Regions from separate parts of the Pan troglodytes genome. Here region 2 is linked to region 1. Evidence: chromatin contacts called from public Hi-C data. All regions are on one chromosome and are shown on one strand. Each heading gives the region's core, a stretch centred on a gene start, on an enhancer-like site or on the middle of the called end of the contact. The rest is flanking DNA. Distances are from core to core; before and after follow the strand shown. Region 1 holds the start of TIMP3 (TIMP metallopeptidase inhibitor 3). Region 2 overlaps SYN3 (synapsin III).

The links. A called contact is a pair of places that touch in the nucleus more often than the background predicts.
Region 2: a contact with region 1 is called in a Hi-C map of stem cell-derived neural progenitor cells, with 4 times the contacts expected there. The contact joins the enhancer-like site here to the promoter of TIMP3 in region 1. A contact is called at or near these places in 3 of 7 Hi-C or Micro-C datasets (blood, induced pluripotent stem cells and stem cell-derived neural progenitor cells) and 1 of 1 other capture datasets (stem cell-derived neural stem cells).

The regions. Positions count from the first base shown.
Region 1 is chr23:34,897,256-34,904,504 of NHGRI_mPanTro3-v2.0_pri, reverse strand. TIMP3 (TIMP metallopeptidase inhibitor 3) reads right to left here and starts at 2,101. Exons shown (of 5, transcript XM_515097.8): 1 at 1,667-2,101. The coding sequence starts at 1,787. All of the region lies in intron 6 of SYN3 (synapsin III), which reads left to right.
Region 2 is chr23:35,083,118-35,089,886 of NHGRI_mPanTro3-v2.0_pri, reverse strand. The region is part of intron 2 of SYN3 (synapsin III); the gene reads left to right. Among named protein-coding and RNA genes, the nearest start is that of SYN3, 72 kb to the left of the region's middle. Within about 2 kb of position 3,001, at least 9 of the 24 cell types and tissues checked have an H3K27ac peak or open chromatin away from gene starts, as enhancers often do. A contact at or near this core is called in induced pluripotent stem cells, stem cell-derived neural progenitor cells and stem cell-derived neural stem cells, where this site is marked.

The sequences.
Region 1 (7,249 bases), core at 852-3,351:
CACCCTGATTCCACCTGCCAGCCTCCTGGCCGCATGTGTGTGATCCTGCTGGGCAAAACCAGAACTCAGCTGCAGCAGCAACTCCCCACACTAATCAGGTGGGAATGTTACCAACTGGGATGAGGAGGGAAAGGGTAAGTGGAATGTGGGTGGAGATGGAGGAGGGAGGAAAACCCTCCCCAGTCTTCAGGCTGCCCAAAAGGATCTTTCTAAGCAATCCACAAATCCTGGGCCAGCTGGGTTCCCCCAGGAGAGGGGAGGATGTACCATGCGGGCCCCAGGGAGCCTCTTACAAGGGTGACCTCAGGTCACACAAACACCCTCAGCTGCCAACTGCACTGACATTCTGGTCACCACACCCCCACTCTGACCTCTAGGCTCAGCCCAGCCCACCAGCAGTGCCCCTCCCGGCCCTCACTGCCTCCCCTGCCAAGCTCCTACCTCCTCCCCCTCCTCACCACAACACGCTGGTAGAGTCCCTCACCCAAGACTCAGTGGAAAATTTCCTTCTCCTTTATGACTGTACTTAAAACACACACGCTCCATTCTTCACCTCTGAATCGACACAGGCAGAGGGCGGCAAGGCTGTCCCACCCCACCGCCCAGCCCAGCCCAGCCCAGCCCAGCGCGCACACACACACTCTCCCAGCAGAGCCACTGGACTTGCACGCTTTATGGGCTGGAAAGGAGGAGAGAGATGTTTCCCAGATGCCACTCCACCTTTAGCCATCCAAACACAAGTGTCCCAAACACTCCCAGACAAGCCTCCCAGGATGCTCTCGGGGCCCTCCATACACACTAAGGAGTAGGAGGTCTCTTTACAGGGTCTCTCTACTCAAGACACTAAGTCCAGTCTGGAACTGTCACCTTGATGTGACCCTTGGCAGGTTTGCTCTTTTGGTGACAAATCTGTTTTCCACTACCCATTCTCCCCCTCCCCACACACATTCAAGGGGAAAAAATATAGCCTTCCTGTGAATTTTCACAGCTATGTGGTGAGTGACCCCTCGCACCTTCTGCTGGCTATCAACACTCTCAAACACAGTGCCTCCAGGGCGTGGGTCAATGCCACAGCTTTCTCCTCATTTTCCCCCTTAAATCCACCCAAACTTGGCAGTCCCAGAAGCTCGGTTAGCGCTTGCCTGGGAAGCCTGCAGCTGGGTTGGGTCTCAGTGAAAAGAATGAATTTCATAGGCGCAGGAGATGATGCAGACTCGGAGTACTCCAAGTTTCTCCTGCAACTTTCCGTGCACATGGCGGGCAACTTTTTTTTTTTTTAACTATTCAATTTCCCAGCACTTTAGTTAGCATTCCAAGTTTTGGGAACCCTTTCCCCACCCTTCTCTTCTAGCCCTTCCTCCGTTAGTACTGAATGGGACATTTTCCAGATGTCAAAAGGACCGGTAGGAACCTCACGACCTAAGTTAGGAAAGCAAAGGCGGCCAGGGGCTCCCTCAGCCACTGTGAGTTTCCTCTGCAGGGCATCTTCCCCTCTCAGCTATGCCAGCGCCCCCGCCCAAGGACATCGAGTTTCTCCACTCCGCCCCAACCCCGTCTGCCCCTCTCCTGGGGCAGAGGAAAGAAGTGGGTCTCGCCCTGCCTCCCTAAGCACCGCTGCAGTCCCGGCTGCAGCGTGGGGCTCGGGCGGGGCACCAGGAGCGCTTACCGATGTCGGAGTTGCAGAAGGCGTCCTGGGGGTGGCTGGGCGAGCATGTGCACGCCTCGGCGCCCCAGTCCCCCAGGCTCCAGCTGCCCAGGAGCACGATGAGCCCGAGCCAAGGAGTCATTGCCGCTGCTGCCGCCGCTGCCGGGGCTGCTGCTCGCCTCTCCAAAGTTGCCGTGCGCGCCGCCGGCGGGGCTGCTGCAGCCCGAGCTCGCTCGCCCGCCGGGCCGTGCGGGGCAACCTTGGCCTCCGGCGCGCTGCCCTCCGAGTGCCCGGCGGGACGGGATGGGGCGCAGCGAGGCTGCCTCGGCGCTGGCGCAGGACTCCGCGGGCGGCCTCCCGGCGAAGGAGCAGGAGCTGGAGGAGCAAGAGGAGGAGGAGAAGCCGTCTGAGCGCCCGCCGCCTGCCTGCTGCCCGCTCTGCGCCGCTGCCTGGGCGGCCGAGTGATATAGCGCTGGGCCCCCGGGGACCCCGCCTCGGGCTGTTGGGGCCCGCCCCCTCAGACCAATGGCAGAGCCGCATTACCTCATCGGCCCTCCAAAAAGGGGGCGGGGCCGGGGGCACGGGGCAACGGGGCGGGGCCGCCCCCGGATCGTTCAGATCCTTATAGGGAATAATGCCGCCGTGGGCACGCGAGTGGGTGGGCTGGGGCGCGCCTGGGACCGGTGCTTGCCGCTGGGTCCTCGGAGCGGCGCCCTCGTGCCCCTTCTCGTCTGCGCCCTGGCCCCAGGCCCACCTGGGCCACTGGGTGCCTCTGACCCAAACCAGAACCAACTAACACCCACCCACCCCAGCAGGACCCCTTCCACAGGTGAGGGGTGGCCATATCCTAGAGACCTTGACTGTGCTTGGTGGAACCAGCGGGGGAATGCTAACTGCTACCCCTCCAGTTTCTCTGGAGAGAGCAGGCACAGAGGAGAAAGACCCAAACTCTCTCTCTCTCTCTCTCTCTCTCTCTCTCTCTCTCTCTCTCTCTCTCTAGTTCTTACTCTCTGGGATATGGGAAGCCATCTGCTGTTTGCAGCTGGCTATGATATATGATAGAAGACTGTTTTTTGTGCTCCCCCAGAGCAAACGGGGTTCTGTATTCATTCAACAAACACGGTTCAGGATGCTGGGTTAAGCAACACAAAGCCCTTGCCCCCGTGGACATCCATGAATGCACAGGGTGATTTTCTGTGATGCTAGGGCTATGAAGAAAACAAAACAGAGTTCTGTGTTGGACATGACTGGGGAGGGCCTGCTCTCTCTGCGATAGCAAGGGAAGGGCTCCCTGAAGTGCCATCCTCGCTAAGAAGTGGACAAAGACAAGGATCAGCTCTGGGGCAAGCCACAGGAGAGAGGTACCAGGCAGGCGGAACAGCAAGTGCAAAGACCCTGGGCATGTTTGAAAGACAGAAAGTAGAAAGGCAAGAGGAAGTGGTTCCCTGCCCATGGCTGACAGGGCTCCACCCTTCAGCAAGGGATTTGGGGGTGAGCTGATCCAAAACTGTAGTAAAACCAGGAGAACGATCCAGGATCCTAGACGACTAGCTATAATAGATGATTGCAAATAACTAACACAATTACTATCCTTATGATTGACATCTTGATTCTGCTTTGTATTTTTAAAAGCAGGATTCTGTATCTCACCGTATTATAGCTCTCACAATAATCTTTGTAGATAGGAAAAGCAAGCACAAGTATCACTCCCACTTTCCAGATGAGGAACCGGCACAGAAAGATGGGATGATTGGTGGCCAGCCAGGAACTCGTCACCCCTTTCCACTGCTCCTTCCCATCTGAAGAGAGACATGCATTTCCCTGAACGTCAGCAGCTGTTCCATCTAACTGCAAATGGCCATTAGCAGCTGGGATCTTCCATCTTTCTACACTTTTGTCTCTTTCCCTTTCTCTTCCACTTCATCCTGTTAGAAATGCCACAAGTTTGGAACAAATAGAAACAGGGAGAAATGCAAGTTCAGCTTCTTTCTCAGAACTCCTCTGTTTACATCTCAGACAAGTGACGTTGGGACAGCAGAGGCCGAAGAATTCGTGAGAGATGGTATTTCCAAGAACACTTTTGAAACTCCTTTTTCCCCTTTGAGCACTTTAGCCATAGGAAAGGGAAACCAGTTTCCACATCTTTTTGACTTGTCCCCTCCACCCAGCTTTAAAAACCCTCCCTGCCTTCACTCTAACTGTGGCCTAACTCGTAGAGATGTTTCTGTCTCTCGATGTTTTTCTAGCACTGTTTTCATTGTTTTATGGGGTATGATTCTATTGCTTCCCCAACCACAGTAGGAATACTTTGAGGCCTGGGATATTTAGCCACACTGCTTTTTACCCCTCTCAGAACCAAACAGGGTCTCAGGAGACTGGAGAGCATGGGTGTGGCCAACAGCTGACTGAGTCCTGAGCAGAGTGCCCTGGAGGCCACTCTAAGGATCCAGGTTGAATGAGGGCATACGTGGTGGAATTTGAGAGATTCACTTATCCCCGCGCCCCACATGACTTATTCCACAGTCATGTGGAAGGTTTTAGAAGACTTTCCAGACCAAATCCACTTTGGATAAGCATCTTACATGATAGAGGCCCTCTCTTCTCTTTCTTTTCACATTTCAGTTTTGTCCAAAGTGCCGATATTTTCTCCAACGGAAGGCCTTGCCTGGAATATAAGTATCAAGTAGATAACTTCTGCTGAACTTCAAGCAGCAGTTTTCTCATAGAAAGCATCTGAAGCGTTTTTTTCCAGCAGCTACTTAATTATGAAAGCACAAGTGTAATCTGATCTTTTTTCCAGCTGAAAAGTAACGAAATTACCTTTTGGTTAATTTCTTCTCACTCCCTATCCTAAGCTGGTCCACACAGTGTCTTGAAGTTCAGCGAATTCCAAGAGCTTTTCAGCTGGGATGTTCTCTCTTATTCCAAACCTGAATCAGTTCCCCTCTGCCCACCGTGTGAAGGCAGTTTGGTTCTCACTCTAAGGAAAAGAAACAGCAAACTCCATGAATCCTTGCGTAGGGGAGTCCTCCTGCTAGGGTCACCCCATTCAGCAGGCACCCATCAGTCTGGATGTCATGGTGTCCATGAGCCTAATAATATGTAAGAATTGATTATTCAACATCACTTAATAAGCTAGGTGGGGTGAACCTGAGGCTAACAGTAAGAATGAAGATGCAGGCTGGGTGCGGTGGCTCACGCCTGTAATCCCAGCACTTTGAGAGGCCAAGGTGGGCGGATCACGAGGTCAGGAGATCGAGACCATCCTGGCTAACATGGTGAAACCCCGTCTGTACTAACAACACAAAAAATTAGCCAGGTGTGGTGGTGGGCGCCTGTAGTCCCAGTTACTTGGGAGGCTGAGGCAGGAGAATGGCGTGAACCTGGGAGGCGGAGCTTGCAGTGAGCTGAGATCATGCCACTGCACTCTAGCCTAGGTGACGGAGTGAGACTCCGTCTCCAAAAAAAAAAAAAAAAAAAAAGAATGAAGATGCAGGCTCTCCTGCTTTCTCTTGACAGCTGAGAACAATGATAGAGTTATACATCTGGGAAGAACTGAGTAAGTTTCAAGATCTATCTGGCCTGTCTACACACCTACTAGGATGACCTGGTATTCTCTTTCCTGGAACTTTTCTAGGAAAGGTGAGTTCATATCCACCCTCTTTGTATCAAGTTATAGGATGCTAGAGTCTGTAGGAAGAGAAGTCATAAAAAGGACCTCAGAAACTACTCATCCTTGTTTTAAATGTGGGAAAAATAAGGTTCAGACAAATGAAGGAACTTGCCCATTTTCAGGGCTCAGTCCTCCAAGCTGTAAGGTGTGGCCCATGCTTGTACTGTGGGCTTGGAAACCCCAGCCATTCACAGATCTCGTATCTGCTTTTCAGATCTGTAGACAGATTCATTTGAGTCTTTGTACAGTGCCCAGCCCACAGAGAAATTTTACTTACACTGATTAAATAATTCTCTACCATGATAATAATCACCCTCTGAGCCAATCAGAAGAAATACAGGTTTGTCCTCCTGACAGGTTTATCTCTTGTGTGTTTATTTTTTTCCCTTCCTAAATTACTAGCTAATGCATTCCAAACATATCACTATAAAAAAAAGCACATGAAAACTTTGTTTCTGGGAAATGAAAAGGGAGTAAAATGGAAACAAAAAATCAAAAGACCTGAGATTTGTTCCCAATGTTGCAGAATAGCTGTGCACCTGCCTTGGTCAAGTCACTTTGCCTGTCCAGGCGTCGACTTCTGTGTTTATTGGATGAAAGATAGAACTCAGTGGTATCCAGGATCCCTCTCACCTCAAAAACTCCAACATTCCACGGGGAATCCTGTAGGACAAGTGAATGCTTCTGAAGGGGAGATGGGTCCTGCCATTTAAACAGGTTTGACACATGGGAACGTACCCAAGACTGAAGATCATCCATCAGTTTCGCAACGAACACTGAGTTCCTATATTGCTACCTCCCCCAAGAATCAATGCCGAAAACAGAATTTCAGAGAAGATTGTGATGCCAAAGTCCTAGGAGAGACAGGGTCTGGCTTATGGTGGAGCCCAGTGTAGTTATGCGTTCACCTGCTTGTTTGTCTCTTGGATCGTAGCACTAAAAAGTTAGGAAGGTGTCTTTTTTATCACCATTTTTTTGGTCTTCAGAAGTTACTGAACTCTTCCACATCCTTCGGACCTCAGTTGAGATGTCACCTCCTCCGGGAAACCTCCTCTGATTCCCCTCCCATGTATCCCCACAACACCCTGTATTAACTTCTTTGACAATACTTAGCTGACTCTAATGTGATTATTTACCCATCTGTTTCCCTTCCTGGAGTGTAAGCCCCTAGAACACAGGGATTAAGTGTTGGTAACAACGAGTTTAATAAGTATTGGTTGAATGGGTCCAGTGATCAGCACCACCGACCCCTTGCCAGCATTCAGACAGGCAGGTGGTGGCTCCTTGGAGAGTTCATGGAGCTCTATCCCGCTGGCTGGTGCTAGGGGGCGCTATAAGCCAGAGAACACCCATTTGCTCAGCCTGCAGTCCTGGTCGGTCGTCTCACTGCGAGGGCGGGAGAGCACAATTCCACACTCATCGGTGGGGTGCGGGTGCCTTTGAGTGGGTGAAGCTCACCCCTCCCATCTGCCATGGCCACAAAGCTCTCAGTCAACATCCCGTCTGGGTTCGTGGCTGCCGGAGCTCCTCCACCCCTGAGCTGGCCACATGTCAACCAAAGGGGGAGATGCTCTCTGGGGAAGCAACATAGTTGTGAATCATTGGTTTGGGGGCCTTAGGGCGGTCTGGGAACACTGCAGAGGATGCCACAGTCCCAGTCTTCCAGGGCAGAGCTGGGTTTTGGAAATTCAACCTGGAGAAGGTACTGTCATTTCTGTTGCCTCATAGGGAAGCTCCTCTTTGCTTTCCTCCCTCTTCCCCTCCAGACCCTAGCCACGATGCCTTCCCCCAAGCCCCACAGTCCATGTGAAAGTCATTATATTCAAAATGGCCTTTTCCAAGCAACAGACAGCCTGGTCCACCCATCCCCGTGAGCTCTGGCCAGACCCTCAGTGGGGTTGCTGCCCAGCACTGGGCAATTCTGAGCCTAA
Region 2 (6,769 bases), core at 1,752-4,251, 180 kb before region 1:
TTTATTTACCCTAAAGGCCTATGCTGGAGAGGAAGGGAGTTCCCAGGGATTAAGACAGGGAAGGTCTCCATCATGCTCGACACCAAGCAGGGTTTCATTTAGAGCAAGGCAGATGCTGCCATCTACCTCCTCTTGGAGAGAGAAAATGACCTGTCATGTTCTTAGGGACATACCCAGCTGCCCTCGACCCTCCACCCATCATGTTGATGCACAGGAGGGAAAGAGATGAACTTTAGTTAAACACCTGCCATGTGTCAGGGGTATCATTCATGGGGTCCTTACAGCAGATGTAGTAATGTCCTTATTTTTACAGTTAAGGAAACCAGGGTTCAGGAAGGTTGACACTGGCCTGAGGCAGCACTGGAAATAAATAGCTGAAAGGGACCTGGGCTTGTCTCCAAGGCTAGTGGTGCTCACGCACTTCCTTACCTGGGGAGATCAAGTTCTACCCCTGCAGCCCATCGGGGAGCAGCTCATTTGCTAGCACATTCTTGGCAGGTTACAGAGGCCCTTAAATCTGTGTCTTCATATAATTCTGTTGACAACCATGTGAGTAGATCTTCTTATCCCCATCTACGGAAGAGGAAGCAGAGGCTGGTCCAAAATCAGGCGGCAGGTGCCAGAGCTGCCAACTCAAACCCAGGTCTTCTGCTCTGTGCCTGTTGTACATTAAAGGACACACCCAGGAACATTCATCTCTCTCCTGGGTGCCCCCAGGACGTACCTACTTCCTTTGCCCTTGCCCGTGTCCTTTTGGCAGACACACACATCCAGATCCGGCTGCACTCATCTTTGCAGCCCTGGCAAAGACTAGGTACCAAACATTGGATGGATGGGTGGACGGTGACCTCAGGAAGGTGATCCCTGACCTTCAGACTGAGTTGGCTGCTTTTTCTGTGGGCTGAGGGGGATATTTGTGTGAATGCTCTGTGTGGTCATTTTCTATTTTTGTGTCTGTCCCTCCCATTAGGTAGTAAGCCCCCTGAGACCAAGAGCTAGCTATGTTGTCTTTGCGCTTGTTTCCTTACAGCCTGCAGACTCTGGCACATAGTAGGTGGTCTATCTGTGTATGTTCAGTGTCTTTGAAAGAAGCCTTTTCTACCAACTGAAGTCCAATTTCCCCTGCACCCCACATCTTATCCTCAATCACATTGGTTGTGCATTTTATTCATAGTACTCTTCTTTTTATCTATTTATTTTATTATTATTATTATTATTATTATTATTATGAGACAGAGTCTTGCTCTGTTGCCAGACTGGAGTGCAGTGGCGAGATCTTGGCTCACTGCAACCTCCACCACCCGGTTTCAAGCAATTCTCCTGCCTCAGCCTCCCAAGTAGCTGGGATTACAGGCATGCACCACCATGCCTGGCTAATTTTTGTATTTTTAGTAGAGATGGCGTTTCACCATGTTGGCCGGGATGGTCTTGATCTCTTGACCTTGTGAACCGCCCACCTCGGCCTCCCAAAGTGTTGGGATTACAGGCATGAGCCACTGTTCCCGGCCTCAGTGTCTTTCAAAGAAGCCTTTTCTACCAACTGAAGTCCAATCTCCCCTGCACCCCACATCTTATCCTCAATTCCATTGGTCGTGCATTTTATTCGTAGTACTCATTCTTTTTATCTGTTTATTTATTTATTTTTTGTCTTTTCAATAAGCATGTAAGCTCTCCAAGAACAAGGACTACATCTGCCACTGTATCTGCTATATCTACTCCTATGCCTGGTGTGGTGCCTAGTCCACATAAGGCTCAATAAATAGTGATTGAATGAGGGAGTGAATAAGTGATGTGAATTGTGATCAGATCCTGCCCACAAAAATCTCCTTCTCTATTGTTCTCAGAGGCAAAAGGTGGGGATCATTTGTCACATCCTGTGGCTCGGGGCCCTGTTATGTCTCAGTTTTTTGCCTCCGCAGATCCCCATACAGGCATAGGGAGTCTCATCACTCTTAGCGCATTCCTTCCCTTCCTAGTTCATTGGACCTTGCTAATTGCATGGAGGACTGAGAGGCTGCACCATTGTTTGGGGTTGAGGGCGGGGTTCCTCCATCTGGCAATGGGAAGGTGCCAGGAGGGTGAGCTGTTCTCAGGAGAAAATAATGGAGCTAGAATCAGATCTTGGGTCCCTTTGCATTCCAAGGTCTTTCTTCTGCCACACCTCTGCCCATCCAGCCTGCCATGTGACTCTCTTGCTAACTGGCAAAGTCTCTGAGTGTTTTGCCTTCATTTTCTCCACAGCCCATTGGTTGTCTTCCCTGCTTCTGCCTGGGCCACAAATCAGCAACTGACATGTTGCATCAGAAACATGAAAATCTCTTTCTCTATTTCCACCCCACCCCCAGTGGGGGTGGCCTGCGGAGAGACAGCTGTCCCTGGGACAGGACATTCCTGACCTCTCCTTCCTTGGAAGGACATCACCAAGCCCTGGCTGCGTTAACTCTACATACAGGATCGATTTATTGGAAAACAGTCCTGTTTGAACACAGATCCTGTTTGTATGAATTCCCCTTCTTCTGCCCTTGCTGCAGCCACAAAAGAGCCCCGTACCCATTCCTCATCAATCTCTCTCATACACACTTCCCACCTCCCTCAACTAGGGATTTCCCACCCCAGGCAGCACCAGTTTTATAATATTCTTCAGATGTGGCAGTAAAATATGAGACCACCCACAGAGAGAGAATCTTCGTGGAATCCAGAGCTCCCCCCACCTTCTTCCCCAGGCCAAGGACTTGATTGATTGGCTGAGGTATTCAGGGAGCTCGTTATGAGATTGAACATATTAGGGCGTAAAGAGGAGGCAGCCATGAGAGACAGAGCCCTTAGGCACAGCGGGTCCATCCATTTTGCCTGAGGTCAAACAGCCAGTCAATTACAGAGGCAGCAACCCCAGCCCCCAAAGGCATCTAGAATTCCAGACCATCCCTACCCTTCCCTCTGCCAGACAGAACCGTTCAGAGGCGGCTCAAGCCTGAATGAGCCCCCGGCAAGGAGGCAGCAGTCTGTGTGGCCCATCAGGAGACAGACTTCTGACTTGCAGCCAGGCGGGGGGATGGACTCCCTGACCCTCAGCTTCAGCCCCAGTCCGTCTGCCAGGCCCTGCAGTAAACATTCCAGAGATGGGCAAAACAAATGTTTCTCCTGGGAAGGTGAGGTCTCATCAAGAGCACAGCTGCTTGGGTGGTATTGGTGTAGTGCAAAGTGCTTCAGGTTCCAGGTTAGAATCAAGTCGAGGAATGCCAGTTGCGCAGGTTGGCCTCGTACACACCCCCACATCGCAGTGGCTGTAGACCTGTGAATGTATTACAATGGTGTGCCAGTAGATGGCAGTCAAGTGTCTCCAGGAAAGGCCGGCCTACAGACAGTATTTCCTTACCCGGTCAGCGAACATTTGTTAAGCCTGTTGTCCTGTGCCCTAGCTCATCGTGCTGGATACTGGAGACACAGTGAGCATGGAGACTCAGTTTCTGGTTTCCAGGAGCTCACAGACTATATGTTTGGGGGCAGAGGGCAGCTAAGTGATGTGTAATGACAACGTGAAGTGGTAAGGGCTGGAATGGTTGTAAGTGCAGCGTGCTGTAGGACCCAAGGGAGGACGCTCAGCCCAGCTAGGGAAGGGGGTGCTGTCAAGGAAAACTCAACAGAGTAGATATCACTCATAGGATCTTGAAACATGAGAAAGAGACAATCAAGGAAGCGCCAAGCAGAGGTGAAGGCCTGTGCAGAGGTTCAGAGGCAGGACAGCACAGGGAGTATTTAGAGAAGCGCAGGAATTTGGATGCAACCATGAAATAGACAGCAAACTGGAGGGGAAGCAGACCCCCAGTCAGCAGGGTCCAGATCATGAAGGATGCCAGGGCTCTGGACTGGATCCAAAAAGTCTGAAAGACCACTTAGTGTCTCCAGGAAAGGTACCCAAATTCTTCCCTCTAGAGTTTGGGTACCCAGATCACTCGTGTAACTTTGAGCAGAGACTTCTCCATCTGGAACACGTTGGGAGCAATCCCTGCCCTACCACCCCTCAGGGTTGGCATGAAGATCAAATAGGAGGAAGGATGTGAAGGGTCTGGCTGTCCTTATAGGCCAAGGCCACCTCTTTGTCCCCATCACCAGCCATCACTCCTTGCACCTGTGAGACAGATCAAAGCAAGGTGAGTCATAATTCTGCTTTGTAACCCCCAAGAGGGTAAGATTGTTTTGTTTATTTGTGGGTCCCCTAGCACGCAGCACCCACTAGGCACAGGGTAAACACTCGATAGCTCTTTGCTCTTGTGGATTCTGTTTCAGGCCGTGGGCTACATACTTTGCAGCTTACTGTGTGCCAGGAACTATTCTCAGTGCTTTGTATGCCTTGTTTCATTTAATCCTCATAACAACCCTGTGAGGTAGCTACTACTATTAGCCTCATTTCCTAGGTGTGGAAACTAAGGCATTCAGAGGTTGGCTTACCCAAGCTTGCACAAGTGAGTGGAGGAGTTGGGGTCCTATCCAGGCTGTATGCCCTGAAGCCATTGCACTTTACTGCCTTGTTGCATAGAGGATTATGTGACTTTTTCACCACACCCTTCCCTTGGTAGTTACTGTCACCACTTGACAAATGAGGAAACTGAGCCCCAGAGGGCTAAGTGTCTTGTCTTAGAACACATGGTCAGTGAGTAGTAGAGCTAAGATTTTGCCCAAGCCTGTGTGATTGCAAATCCATGTTTTTTTTCCCAGTATGCTGGTGATTGTAATGATAGGTTACCATTCCTGGTCCCAGGCCCACCCAGTACTTCTTTTAAATTTGGAGCTTGGATTTAAAAGCAAGTGATTTTTAAATCCACGAAGGATGCCTACCTTGGATCTTGCTCTGGTCCTTATTAGCCACACCTCTCTTGACAGGCAGAGGAGTTAGGAGTGAGGGGATGTTCCCACCAAGACCCTACAAATTGCACTCTTAGGCCATGCCCTGGGTACCCAAACTCTAGAATTCCCTCCTCAAAGGGACCTTAACCCAACTTCAGCGCCTATATAGGCCAATTCCTTGGTCCATTTTCCAAGGGGTGGCCAAAGGACAACCATTTGGGGAGGGGAAGGGAGTAGATGAAGCTTGGCCACGTGGTCTGGGCAATCCACATACCCGCACCAGGAGCCTCAGTGGTGCAGGACAGAGGAGAGTGGGTGGGGAATTAAGGAAGATCTTGGGTGAGGTCTGAGAACCAAGAGCTGGCAGTCCTTGTGCTGCCATGTGCTGGGTAGAGTGCAAAGAATTCTGAGAAGTTTACATTCTGAGTCTTTAAGGTCATTATGAAATTGTATCTGCCAAGGAAGGGAGACAGACTCTTTTTTTCTTTTTTCTTTTCTTTTTCTTTTTCTTTTTTTTTTTTTTGGATGGAGTTTCATTCTTGTCGCCCAGGTTGGAGTACAATGGCGCAATCTTGGCTCACTGCAACTTCTGCCTCCCAGGTTCAAGCGATTCTCCTGCCTCAGCCTCTCCTGCCTCAGCTGGAATTACAGGCGCCCACCACCACTCCTGGCTAATTGTTTGTATTTTTAGTAGAGATGGGGTTTCACTATGTTGGCCAGTCTGGACTCCAACTCCTGACCTCATGATCCGCCTGCCTCAGCCTCCCAAAGTGCTGGGATTACAGGCATGAGCCACCATGCCCAGTGGACAGATGTCTTTTATTTAAATGTTTGCTGGCTTGATTTTGTCAATTTTAAATATTAGACATATGACACATAGGTTTCCATTTGTTGCTTTGCCCCAGGCGCTGCAAATACTAGACATGGGCTTGTCCTGGTGTCTGGAATTTGCTGATACTACCTTTAAGGATTACGATAAAATTCACAAACTGTATGAAAAGATTCTCTTTGCATGAGGCTGTCCACACGGGTATTTATTTGAAGACCATTGCTGAAAGAAAAAAAAATCAAAATCTTGCTTTCGAGTCATACTAATAGTTCCTTTCCTACTAAACTACTGCCTAGTTGACATCTAAGCCCATCAGGACGTAAGAAAAAGTGGTGCTAATATCAGAGCTGTCAGTCAGTTTTGGGAAGAGATTAACTCCACCAGCATCAGCTAAGAGTAGGTAGAGAGACTTTGGAAGCAGACAGGCTGAAGCAGTTAGTGAATTTGTAGAAAGGATTCTTTCACAAATGGAAGGCTGAAAGATAATGGGTGATGACATCCATCTTCCAAGGAAAAGAATAGGAGACTAAGAAGGTTGTTTAATGCTTAAAAAATTATCCATTAGAAATAAATCATGTGGCTGCATCCAGCTGATGGGAGAGTTGGGGTACACATTTTTATGTACCAATCTGTCAACTCTCTTACTGTGGGAAAAGGGGAGAATGAGTATTAGGAAGCAAAGAGCTGTCTCCGTCCCAGAGAAGGTTTATGGAAATGCTTAACACAATGCTCAGTTCACAGCAAATCACCAAGAACTATTAGTGTCATCATACCAATAATCAAAAAGAGAAAATGGAAACTTTGTTACTTTTTGTGAGACAATATCCAAACCTATAAAGACCCCAATTTTCACTGCTATTTTTCAGAGTTGAGCAAAAGCACAGATATGGAATTAGAAGTCCTGGGTTCAAATCCCTTAGGCAAAATATTTAGTCTCTCTGGGTTTCAGTTTCTTCATCTGTAAGTTGGAAATAATGATATCTACTTTGTGGTGGTGGTTGTGAGCGTTAATGAGAAAGGCTGTAGGTTAAACTCTATAGCAGAGTTTCTAGCACAAGAGTTGATACTCAACAAGTGTTTTTTCATCAGTCCATT